Regions from separate parts of the Mus musculus genome. Here region 1 is linked to region 2. A link is a contact called in public promoter capture Hi-C data. All regions are on one chromosome and are shown on one strand. Each heading gives the region's core, a stretch centred on a gene start, on an enhancer-like site or on the middle of the called end of the contact. The rest is flanking DNA. Distances are from core to core; before and after follow the strand shown.

Region 1 (4,915 bases), core at 905-3,404, 790 kb before region 2:
ATAGCAGGTAGACAGGTAATTCCGTAGGCAGGCAAGAACCAAAAGAGAGCCAAAAAAAGGTAGAGGCACACAGGGGATATAGCAAGACACACACACACACACACACACACACACACACACACACACACACACTCACTCACGCAAGTGAGTGCCAGAGGGGGAGAGAGAGAGAGAGAGAGAGAGAGAGAGAGAGAGAGAGAGAGAGAGAGAGAGAGAAATCACACACAGCAGCTCACAGGGAAGGGGTGCTCTTTGGCAAAGGTAGACCCAATGTTATGGCCTCTAGCCCTCAGAATTTTGAGACTGACCCATGAAAGCAGGTACCAGGCCTGTTCTGTTGAAGCCAGTCTCCTCCCAGGGGAGATGATGTTGGCAGTTCTGAGGGATCTATCTGCCTTTCGATTTGATGAATCGAGATTGAATAGGAAAGGGGGGGCTTCCCAGCCAGCAGGATCTTGAGACCTGTCATATGACTAAGGGTGCCTCAGGAGAGAGAATACACTGGGTAGCCTGTGTTCTGGCTGTGGAACCTTGGATAAGTCTGCACTCACTTGTGCCCTGCCCCCCACCCCCCGCCACGCCCACTTCCTGGTTTCACATAGCATAAGGTGGCTTTGAACAGGCTACACACCTGAACTTCTGATCCTTCTGCCTCCAGTTCCTGAGTGCTGGGAATACTGACATGTGCTACAGCACAAGTGTGTGTGTGTGTGTGTGTGTGTGTGTGTGTGTGTGTGTGTGTGGTGTGTATGTGCATGCGTGCACACATACAGTCTGTGTGCATTAGACTTATGAGGATGGCTTTGTGGACTCTATTCTCTCTCTCCATCGTCTAGATTCCAGAGGCTGAACTCAGGTCGTCAGTATAGTGGCAAGCCCCATTGCCCACTGAGCCATTCTCACCAGCCCCACAGTTTTTATACGATGCTAAACACGAACTCAGGGCTCTGTACACGCTAAGCAAGCACTCTATCAAGGAAGCTGCATCCAGACCTTGTCTGTTCTCTTGAGCCTCAGTTTATCTTTTAGGCTTCGTGCTCTCAGATCCTTTCAGAGTACGAATGGATAGGTCTGTATGTTGGGTGCTTCCGCACCCCCTGGTGCCTCACCACCCTTGCCTCACAGCAGGGGGTAGCTCGGTCACAAGAATCCCTTGTACTGACTGCTCTCTGCAGAGAGTGACAGCTAAGGGGAGGTGTCTCGGAGAACTAAGAGAATCCCCGCGCTCCTGCTTGCCCCAGAGAAGGCTAGGATAACTGTCTAGGTGTGGTGTCCTTCCTCCACCTAGAGAGTCCTCTGGCCCTGGGCCCAATCTGTTGGAAGAAGGAGCTTGCACAATGGGGAGGCACAAAGTGACAGCCGGAAGGCCTCAAGGGACAGAAGCCCCATTGTGTGAGGGCAAGGCAAAGGTTAGACCAGAAACGGAAAGGGGCTCTGCAGGGGGCCCCAGCTGCCAGGGCCCTTGATGTGGGGCCCGCCACGGGACCTTGGGCCAAGAAGGATGCCCTTGGGCCTGGTGGAGGGGGCAGTGTTGGGCAAGGTGCCCATCACTGGGGGAGGGCAGACCCCACAAGGGGCGGCTGGGTAAGCTCAGACTCCGCACCGCACCCACCTCCTGGGGAGGAGCTGCCCGGAGCTCCGTGAGCCTAGGCAGCTTCCTGAATCATCCCTTGGGAATTCCTGTCATTCCTGGGAGCTGCTGTGGCTTGGAGTGGCCCCCAGCCCAGGGTCACTGGGTCAAGGATGTGCCTGGCTATTTTTCTTCCTGGAGGGCCGGGTTGGGGGGGGGGGTTAGAGATTTTTGCCCCTAGCTCTTGGTCCCTATCAAGTCCTGAACTCTGATCGTAGCTGCCTCCTCGCCCGCTTCTGTTCACGTTTTCAGCTTCGTAAAATCGCTGGGAAAGTCCTTCCTACTATCAGTCCACAATTCTTTCTCCGTGAGTTGCAGTTCTGCTCCCTAAGAAGAGGGTTCCATTGACAAGAGATCCCTCAAGGAGGACAGTCGCGTACACATTGTCCTTAAGCCGTTCCCTCGGAGCTAAGGGCTACTCCAGGTACCTACAAGTGGGCCCCGCCCTCCCCTCCCACAGTCCGGGGTTGGGGCGGGTGCTGCCGGCAGGGCGGTACAAAAAGCGTCCCGCCCTGCGCTCCTCACTTGACTCGGTCTGGCAGTCTCGAGCTTGGAGGCGGAGGCGCGCAGGGCAGCCTGGGTCCAGCCCACACCCCTCACCAGGTAGGGACTCTCCCTGATCAGAGGGTAGAGGGTGTTGAGAGAAGGAGCAGCGAGGAGGGGGCACACTGAGGGAGAAGGACCCAGGGCAGAGAGGCACAGAGGAGAGGGTCAGAGGGACGCAGAGCAGAGGGTCAGAGGGACACAAGGACAGAAGGGCGGGGGCATGCATAAGGAGGAAACACAGAGTCAACAATCCAACTCAGATGCGTCAGAGAGGTAGAGGGACCAAGGGCAGGAGAGGAGAATGCGTGTTGGAAATGTCAAGGTCCCATTTCCTTGTCCATGACAGTCCCTAAACAGGTCAGGGAGGGGGGTCTACTTCTTGTCCCATGAGTGGACTGACATCTAGTGCTGTCTTTTCCCTCCCGGAGACTCGGGAGTCAGGGTTCCCCGCTTTGCTGAGCCTCCTAGGAAAGCTCCAGGACGTGTGAAGGGAGACCCACCCTTGACGTTTGTTAGGGAGTCTCCAGAAGCCAACACCTCTGACCCCTGACCTCTGTTCTCCTCGGGTCTAGGAGGCACCATGTGGGGATGTTGGCTGGGGCTGCTCTTGCTGCTGCTGGCTGGCCAGGCTGCCCTGGAGGCCCGGCGGAGTCGTTGGCGCAGGGAGCTGGCGCCAGGGCTGCACCTGCGGGGCATCCGGGACGCCGGTGGCAGATACTGCCAAGAGCAGGACATGTGCTGTCGAGGCCGTGCTGACGAGTGTGCCCTGCCCTACCTGGGAGCCACCTGTTACTGTGACCTCTTCTGCAACCGCACCGTCTCTGACTGCTGCCCCGACTTCTGGGACTTCTGCCTCGGGATTCCACCCCCCTTCCCTCCCGTCCAAGGTGGGCACCGAGATGGCCAGCAGAGCGGCCACCTTGTCACTCCCAGTCCCAACGAGGCTCAGGAACAAGGCTGATAATGGGTATTTCCAGGCTTTGAAAAATGTAGAAAAGAAATCCTCACCCTGTTTCCTGCCCCTCTGGAAGTCCCTCGTGTGGTCTTACTTGACTCTTTCAAGCAACACTGAAAAAAAATAGTCCTGTTAGGCCCTAGGGCAGGGCAGACAGGCTCCAGCACTATCTCTCAGTCAGTATGGGGAAGGTGGCAGCCCCACCTGCTGACTCATCCTGAGGCTGATAGAGCACGAAGGGCCCAGCCAGGTTGTCATAGCCAGAGACCTCACTTAGGATTCAGCACCTCTGAGAATGGCCTGCACGTGTCCTTTCCCTGTCCCAGTAGGAGAACTACGGAAGTCCTTCCTGTCGCATCCCAAACCCTGCTGGGCTTTGGGCTAAGGAAAACCCATGCCTTAGTTGCTTTATATCAAAATGCTGGGCCTTTTAAAAGGAGTTGCTTGCCTTACCTGGGCTTCAGTTTCTTTCCTAAAGCTCCTTCCATGCCCATGGGCAAGTCCCAACTCATTTGAGTGACAAAGGGTACCAGGAATGTCATGGCTGGCATCCAGGTGAAACGACATGGACCCAAACGGAGTCCTTGAACAGCTTGTGTGTGGCACCCTGTGTGGGAACCCGTGGATGTTCTAGGATGTAGTTTGGGATGTAGTTTGTCTCTAGATTTCGTTGGGCTGGGATTGGTGTGTGATTACCACCAGCTCGGGAGGTTTGGGGCTGCTCCTCCTGAAGTCCCTCGTGTAGTCTTACTTGACTCTTTCAAGCAACACTGAAAAAAAAATCCTCGAGGATTTAGCCATTTCTTCTTTCCTTCTCTCCCTCTGGTAGGGTGCATGCATGGGGGCCGGATCTACCCAGTCTTCGGAACCTACTGGGACAACTGCAATCGATGGTGAGTGTGAGAGATTGGGGTGGACTCAATTTGATCGCTATGTGGCAAACAGACTTGGCCCCAACCCCTATCACCCATTTCCCAGGGATGAGTTCTTTTTGTTCTCTGGGCCTCAAGTGTTTTCATCTGTAATGTGGAAACTTTCAAACTGACCACGCCATCTCATATAATAAGATTCTAGTCACAAGCCTGGGAGTGGTCAGCCATCGTTAGGTTGGCTGGGGGCCACACCTAAGCCAGAAGTTTTTCTCCACTCCTCCTGGTTTGGGCTGGCCACCTTCCCAGCTGGGCTTGCTGTCACAGGAGAGTCCAAGGGGACGCCAGGAAGGAAACCTCTGCAGCATCCGCTGTCCTGGGCGGGATGAAGGGTCAGGGATGACTGCGTTGGCCATCAGCCAGTGGCCTGCAGCAGGGCCTTCCCTGGAATGTGCCCTCTCCCTACCCCCAAACCCCCAGTTCCAGGCAGGGGGAGGAAGGGGCCATGGCTAGCCCATCCTCAGAGCTGGGAAGTAGATCAGGTGGCAACTATGGAGACCTTACTGGAAACAGAAGGGTCTCTGCTGCCCTGAACCTGCCCCACCCCTCCCTCTGCCTGGACTGAGAGGCCCCTGGGAGAAGGAAACTTTTTGGAATGTGTTGCACATAGCTGTTTGCTTTGCCTCATGGGTGAGGGGTGCCGGGGTCACTGTGGGAACAGGGAGACCATGTGTCCGTGGGTGCTGGCATGTGTCTGGGTGAGGGAGGGTGTGTGTGTGTGTGTGTGTGTGTGTGTGTGTGTGTGCGTGCGTGTGCTCAGAAGGGCGGGGTGTCTGCAGAATTCTGCTGCTCTGATAGGGTGGCTGCCAAGGGGTTAACGTTTCAATTGCTGTCCCAGGCCCCTCTGGAATGCTG
Region 2 (5,117 bases), core at 866-3,365:
ACATACATAAAAAAATAATATTAAAAAAAATCTCATGGACAACAAAGCCATATGTACTTTATAAAGAACTTCAGTGTCAGCACGTCTTAAGCTTTGTCGTCTTCTAGGAAATGAGTTCATGGTTATCAGAAAGCTTCTTCCAAATTTGCACTGTGCTAAAATAAACAAACTGGTGGTCAGGCTCTGGAAGTCTTGGCTCAGCGCTGGTTTCCTAGACTGGGCTGAATTGAGTTTCACCCTTCCCTCCCCCAGCTTGTCTCCCTGCTGGTTGTAAAGCAGAGGACACTCCCTCCCTCCTCCCTAGATCCAAACTCTCTCCACTCGGTTCAGATTCTCCCTCCCCCCTCCCTAGATCCAAACTCTCTCCTCTCGGTTCAGATTCTCGCTACCCAAATGAATGATTTCATTCAGATCTATATAACACAGCTGACAAATTGTGTTTCAAGAGCTAGGGTCTCATAGAATCCAGGCTGGCCTTGAATGGAGGTGGCTCCTACAGGGCAGTAGTAACCTCTCTCTAGGTTCTGCCTCAGTTCCAGCCTTCAGGCTCCTGCCCTGGGTTTCAAAGGTGGCCTGAGATTGGTCCTTGTGAGCCAAAAGAACACTTTCCTTCCCAATTTGCTTTTTGAGACCTTCTAAGCAGTAGAGTTAAAGGCTTGTGTTACCAACAGCTGTCGATGACTAATATTTATCTCAAACAACTTACTTATTAAGATTCTAACTTAAGGGGCTGGTGAGATGGCTCAGTGGGTAAGAGCACCCGACTGCTCTTCCAAAGGTCCAAAGTTCAAATCCCAGCAACCACATGGTGGCTCACAACCACCCGTAATGAGATCTGATGCTCTCTTCTGGTGTATCTGAAGACAACTACAGTGTACTTTCATATAATAAATAAATAAATCTTTAAAAAAAAAAAAAAGATTCTAACTTAAGCAGAAATGAATTTATATTAGAAGTTCACAGGAAGAGTTCAAACACAAGGATGGAAGGCAGCCAGGAACAATAGCCAAAGTCATAGCATAACTGTCCCAGAGAGGACACCAACACTGCTCTTGGCAACCAGGGACTGCCAGCCAGCACAAGAGCATTGGACCGAGGTGATGGTGATACCATTCCAGGCATGGTCCCATGGCACCCGGAGCTACTGCTGTAACTGTCGCTGCTGCTGGGAAAGGGTCCTCTGTGGTTCTTGGGTATTGGTGTTGTAACTCCCTCTTCAAAGTGGTACATCTGATTGTCAAAGTGTACACAATGGCCTTTGTATCTGCAAGGAATTCTGGGAAATCGAGCCATTGGTATTTTCATATTCTATTGCAGAAGGTAGGCTCTACTTCCTACCAGTTAACCACAAGGTAAAGAATTCTCAAAATTATGGGTTTTGGAGGACATGCAAACAGAGAGGATGAAGATGTCCTTCTGTATGACACACATAAGGAAAGGATGAAGATGTCTGCCTCTAGCACAGAGATACCTCATTTTCAGCATCTCCAAGCTGGTTTTTATTGTCTTTATGACTCTCTTGATTCCACCAAACTAAAACTAAACAAACAGACAACATAAACTGGTCTTCTAAGCTCCTCCTTTTCTTTCTTTCTTTTCTTTTTCTTTTTTTTTTTTTTGACAGTCCCGATAGGCTGGTACTATCTATGTAGATCAAGCTGTCCTGAACCCACAGTGGTTCTGGCTACCTCTGCCTCCCAGGTACTGGGATTGAAGATGTGTGTCACTGTTGTGTGACAAAAACTCTTCCTGGGGAACACAGCATACTCCTCTCTACCCACCCAGATAGGAAACCCATGACAGGCTAAAGTACAGAAACCACCAGAGTCCAGCTTGGTGAAACAATGAACTTCATTGGGGTTACTTACAGGAATGTGGGTGATGGGCTACTTACAGCAGCAGAAATGACTGAAAGGCACCATCCAACAGGAGTGAAAGCTCACAGGAGCTGGGAAAGCAGGAGCCCACTGCAGCCTTCAGGCACCATCCAGGCCCAGCCAGCAGGAGTGACAGCCTGCAGGCTGGAGAGAGTCCTTTCCCTGGTACCTCCACTGAACTACATCTCTTCAGGACAGCTCTTCTGCTCTGAGTCTGTAAAGCTCAGCTCTGCTTCCTGCAGCAGGGAGGGACTTGGGGAATCTGTCCAGTTTCAGGGAGTTCTTGAAGTTATTTTTCTGTTGCTTGACTCCCTGAGGGATGGAATGTTTTAATCCCAGAGGGACAGTTACACAACCACCATCATGCCTGACTCTTGTTTTTGTGTTTTTTTTCAAGAGAAGATTTCTCTGTGTAACAGCCCTGGCTGTGCTGGAACTCGCTCTGTAGACTAGGCTGGCCTGGAACGCAGAGAGGACCGAGACAGGCTGACTCCATGACAGGCTTCAAACTGGTAGTTGTGGAGACTAGACCTAAATTTCTAGGCCTGGGCAAGACTGTTCAAGTCGGTTACTAAATAAAAAAAAATAATAATAATAATACCAGGCCCGGGGCAGCCAATCAGAAGCTGCCTCTCCATCGGAAGCCGCCGTACCACGTGACCACCGCAAGAGCAAAGAGTCAGGAACAGTTTCCAGGCTCCCCAGCAACAGTTTCCAGGCTCCCCCAACAGTTCTGGGAAGTCTCCAGAGCCCTAGCCAATCCCAAAGACACCCATACTCCTAGAGATCGAGCCAACCAATCAAGATAAAGGTCATCCCCCCCCCCCCCAGGAATTCTAATCTGCTTTAAATTGTGCCTGTGCGCTCACATGGGTGTCTCCATCTTGGTAAATGGTAGACCCCTGCATGCTGGACTTCTGCAGAATAAAAAAACAAAACAAAACTCTTTGCTTTTGCACACGCTAGCTATTTGAGTCTCCAGTATCATTATTCTGCTAATCACGGATCCTTGCAAGAGATCCTCCTGCTTCTGCCTCTTGAGAGCTGGATTATTGCCCTACTGGGCTAAGAGTTTTTATTCACTACTGTCTTTCTGTCTGTCTGTCTGTCTGTCTGTCTGTGTTTTTTTCGAGATAGGGTTTCTCTGTGTAGCCCTGGCTGTCCTGGAACTCACTTTGTAGACCAGGCTGGCCTCGAACTCAGAAATCCACCTGCCTCTGCTGGGATTAAAGGCATGCACCACCACGCCCGGCTTCACTATTGTATTTCAAGAGACAACAAGAAACACCTTGCACTTAGTAGGTTGATAAATTATTCTCTGCTGATGAAATCAGCCAATCCCAGCTAAATCATACAAAGGCAGGTTTATTGAGGGGGCAGCTCTTGGGTGGGTTCACTGGTCCCAAGGAATGAGACAGGGAAGTCACCATAGGGAGGGAGACAGAGGGGACGGGGAAGAGAAAGAGAAAATTCGGAAGTCCGCAGGGAGAGAGAAAATGTGGAGAAGGCAGGGAGCAAGAGGAGACCAAAATGTCTGCATCATGTAGGGAGGGGCTTCTGGGGGAGGGGCAGCGCAGCCTCTGTGCTGGAAAGTTCAGGGCAGAGGGCGGGGTGGGCCAGCTGTGCCTGTAACAGGTAGCGAAGGAGGGATGCTGGGAGCTTCTGGGAGCAGCACCAGGTTCACTTTGGTATGCTAAGTGTGCATCTCAGACTCTTGTCCCAGATCTGAAACCCAACCCAACCGTAGGTGTTGAATAAATTTCTGTAAAGTTGGAAAGAGATGAGGGAGAGATGGCTTCGTGGTTAAGAGCCCTGGTTGCTCTCACAGGGACCGTGGTTTGGGCCCTGAGGTGGCTCATGAATATCCTAACTCCAGTCCCAGGGGATCGAATACCCTCTCTGTTCTTCACCACTGGCAGCAGGCACATTCAAGGTCCACAGATATACAGGCCAGAAAAAAACATTCATGAACATAAAATTTAAAAAAAAAAAACAAACTTAAAACTTGGAATGAATTCTCCTCTGTAAGAATATGAACTAGGGAGAATTTTAAGAATGAAAAACAACGATCTACAACAGCGAGAAAGACCAAAGAAGTACTGGAAGAGGGGGTGGCTGAATAGCGTGGGAGCTACTGAAGTTAGCAGGGTGAAGATAAAAGAAACTCCATTTCTTCTTCCTTGCAATCCAGTTCATGGCCAGCCTTATGTTCCCTTCTGGAACACGGTTATCGAACTTGTTCTGTGTTTGTTCATCTATTTTTGAGGAAAGGGCCAGGTGGCGTTTAGCCCAGGCTAGCTTAGAATGCCCGGTCTTCCACCATGCCTAGCTCTGTTGACAGTTTTAATTCACTAACACTAAAATAAAACCTCTGGCTAGGCCTAGGGGCACACACCTCCCTCCCCAGCTCCTTGGGTGGTTGAAACACCAGGATAGGCTGAACTCAGAAGTTCCAAGACAGCAGGAAGAGGCGGGTAAAACCCTGTTCCAAAAACAAACCTTAGCTGGGCATGTTGGTGCACGCCTTTAATCCCAGCACTTGGGAGGCAGAGGCAGGTGGATTTCTGAGTTCAAGGCCAGGCTGGTCTACAAAGTGAGTTCCAGGACAGCCAGGGCTACACAGAGAAACTCTGTCTCGAAAAAAACCAAAACCAGCCAACCAACCAATCAAACAACAACAACAACAACAAAAAACCCCAAACCTTTTCCCCCCCAAACTGTTGAGATTTACTACTGTGTATGATTCGGTGGGGTATAGGAGAGCACAGTGGAAGCCCTCAGGAGTACAGGGCCTGCCACTTGTCCAGGGGACCACAAGTGAGGATACATTTGACCCTACAGCCAACAGGGATAAGGCACTTCTCAGCTACCACGTCTTCAAATTCATCAGCATTACATTTGGGGAAGCTCCACTTCCTTGAGATATGGATCTTCTGGTGGCCAGGAACTTGAACTTGGCTCCCTGTAGAGCCTCAGTCACATGGCCCTTATCTGAAAGCTTGGCGTAGAGGGACAGGGTGACCTGGCCAAAGTAAACCCTGGCCACTGTGCCCAGGGGCTTCCCAAAGGCATCCTGCACACCTGTCCGGGGCCTAGGTTGGGAGCAGACAAGAATAGCTGCTAAAGAATTGTTTCCAACTTCCCTTTAGACAACTGTGTAGGCAAAAGGCTCCTGCACACCGGGCCTCCACCGGGAAAGGGATCCTCCTGGTTGGCTTAGTTGTTTTGAGCTTAATCCTG

Evidence for each region. Promoter capture Hi-C pulls out the DNA fragments that hold promoters and counts their contacts.
Region 1: a promoter capture Hi-C map of liver shows a contact between it and region 2, with 2.9 times the contacts expected there. The contact joins the promoter of Tinagl1 here to the promoter of C330020E22Rik in region 2. A contact is called at or near these places in 2 of 39 promoter capture datasets (liver and pre-B cells).

What each region holds. Positions count from the first base shown.
Region 1 is chr4:130,172,041-130,176,955 of GRCm38.p6, reverse strand. It overlaps Tinagl1 (tubulointerstitial nephritis antigen-like 1), which reads left to right and starts at 2,154. Exons shown (of 12, transcript NM_001168333.1): 1 at 2,154-2,233; 2 at 2,749-3,063; 3 at 3,961-4,024. The coding sequence starts at 2,757. Gm52490 (a long non-coding RNA gene) reads right to left here and starts at 3,634. Exons shown (of 3, transcript XR_003955116.1): 1 at 3,585-3,634; 2 at 3,185-3,244.
Region 2 is chr4:129,379,717-129,384,833 of GRCm38.p6, reverse strand. It overlaps C330020E22Rik (RIKEN cDNA C330020E22 gene), which reads right to left and starts at 2,115. Exons shown (of 3, transcript NR_151530.1): 1 at 1,869-2,115.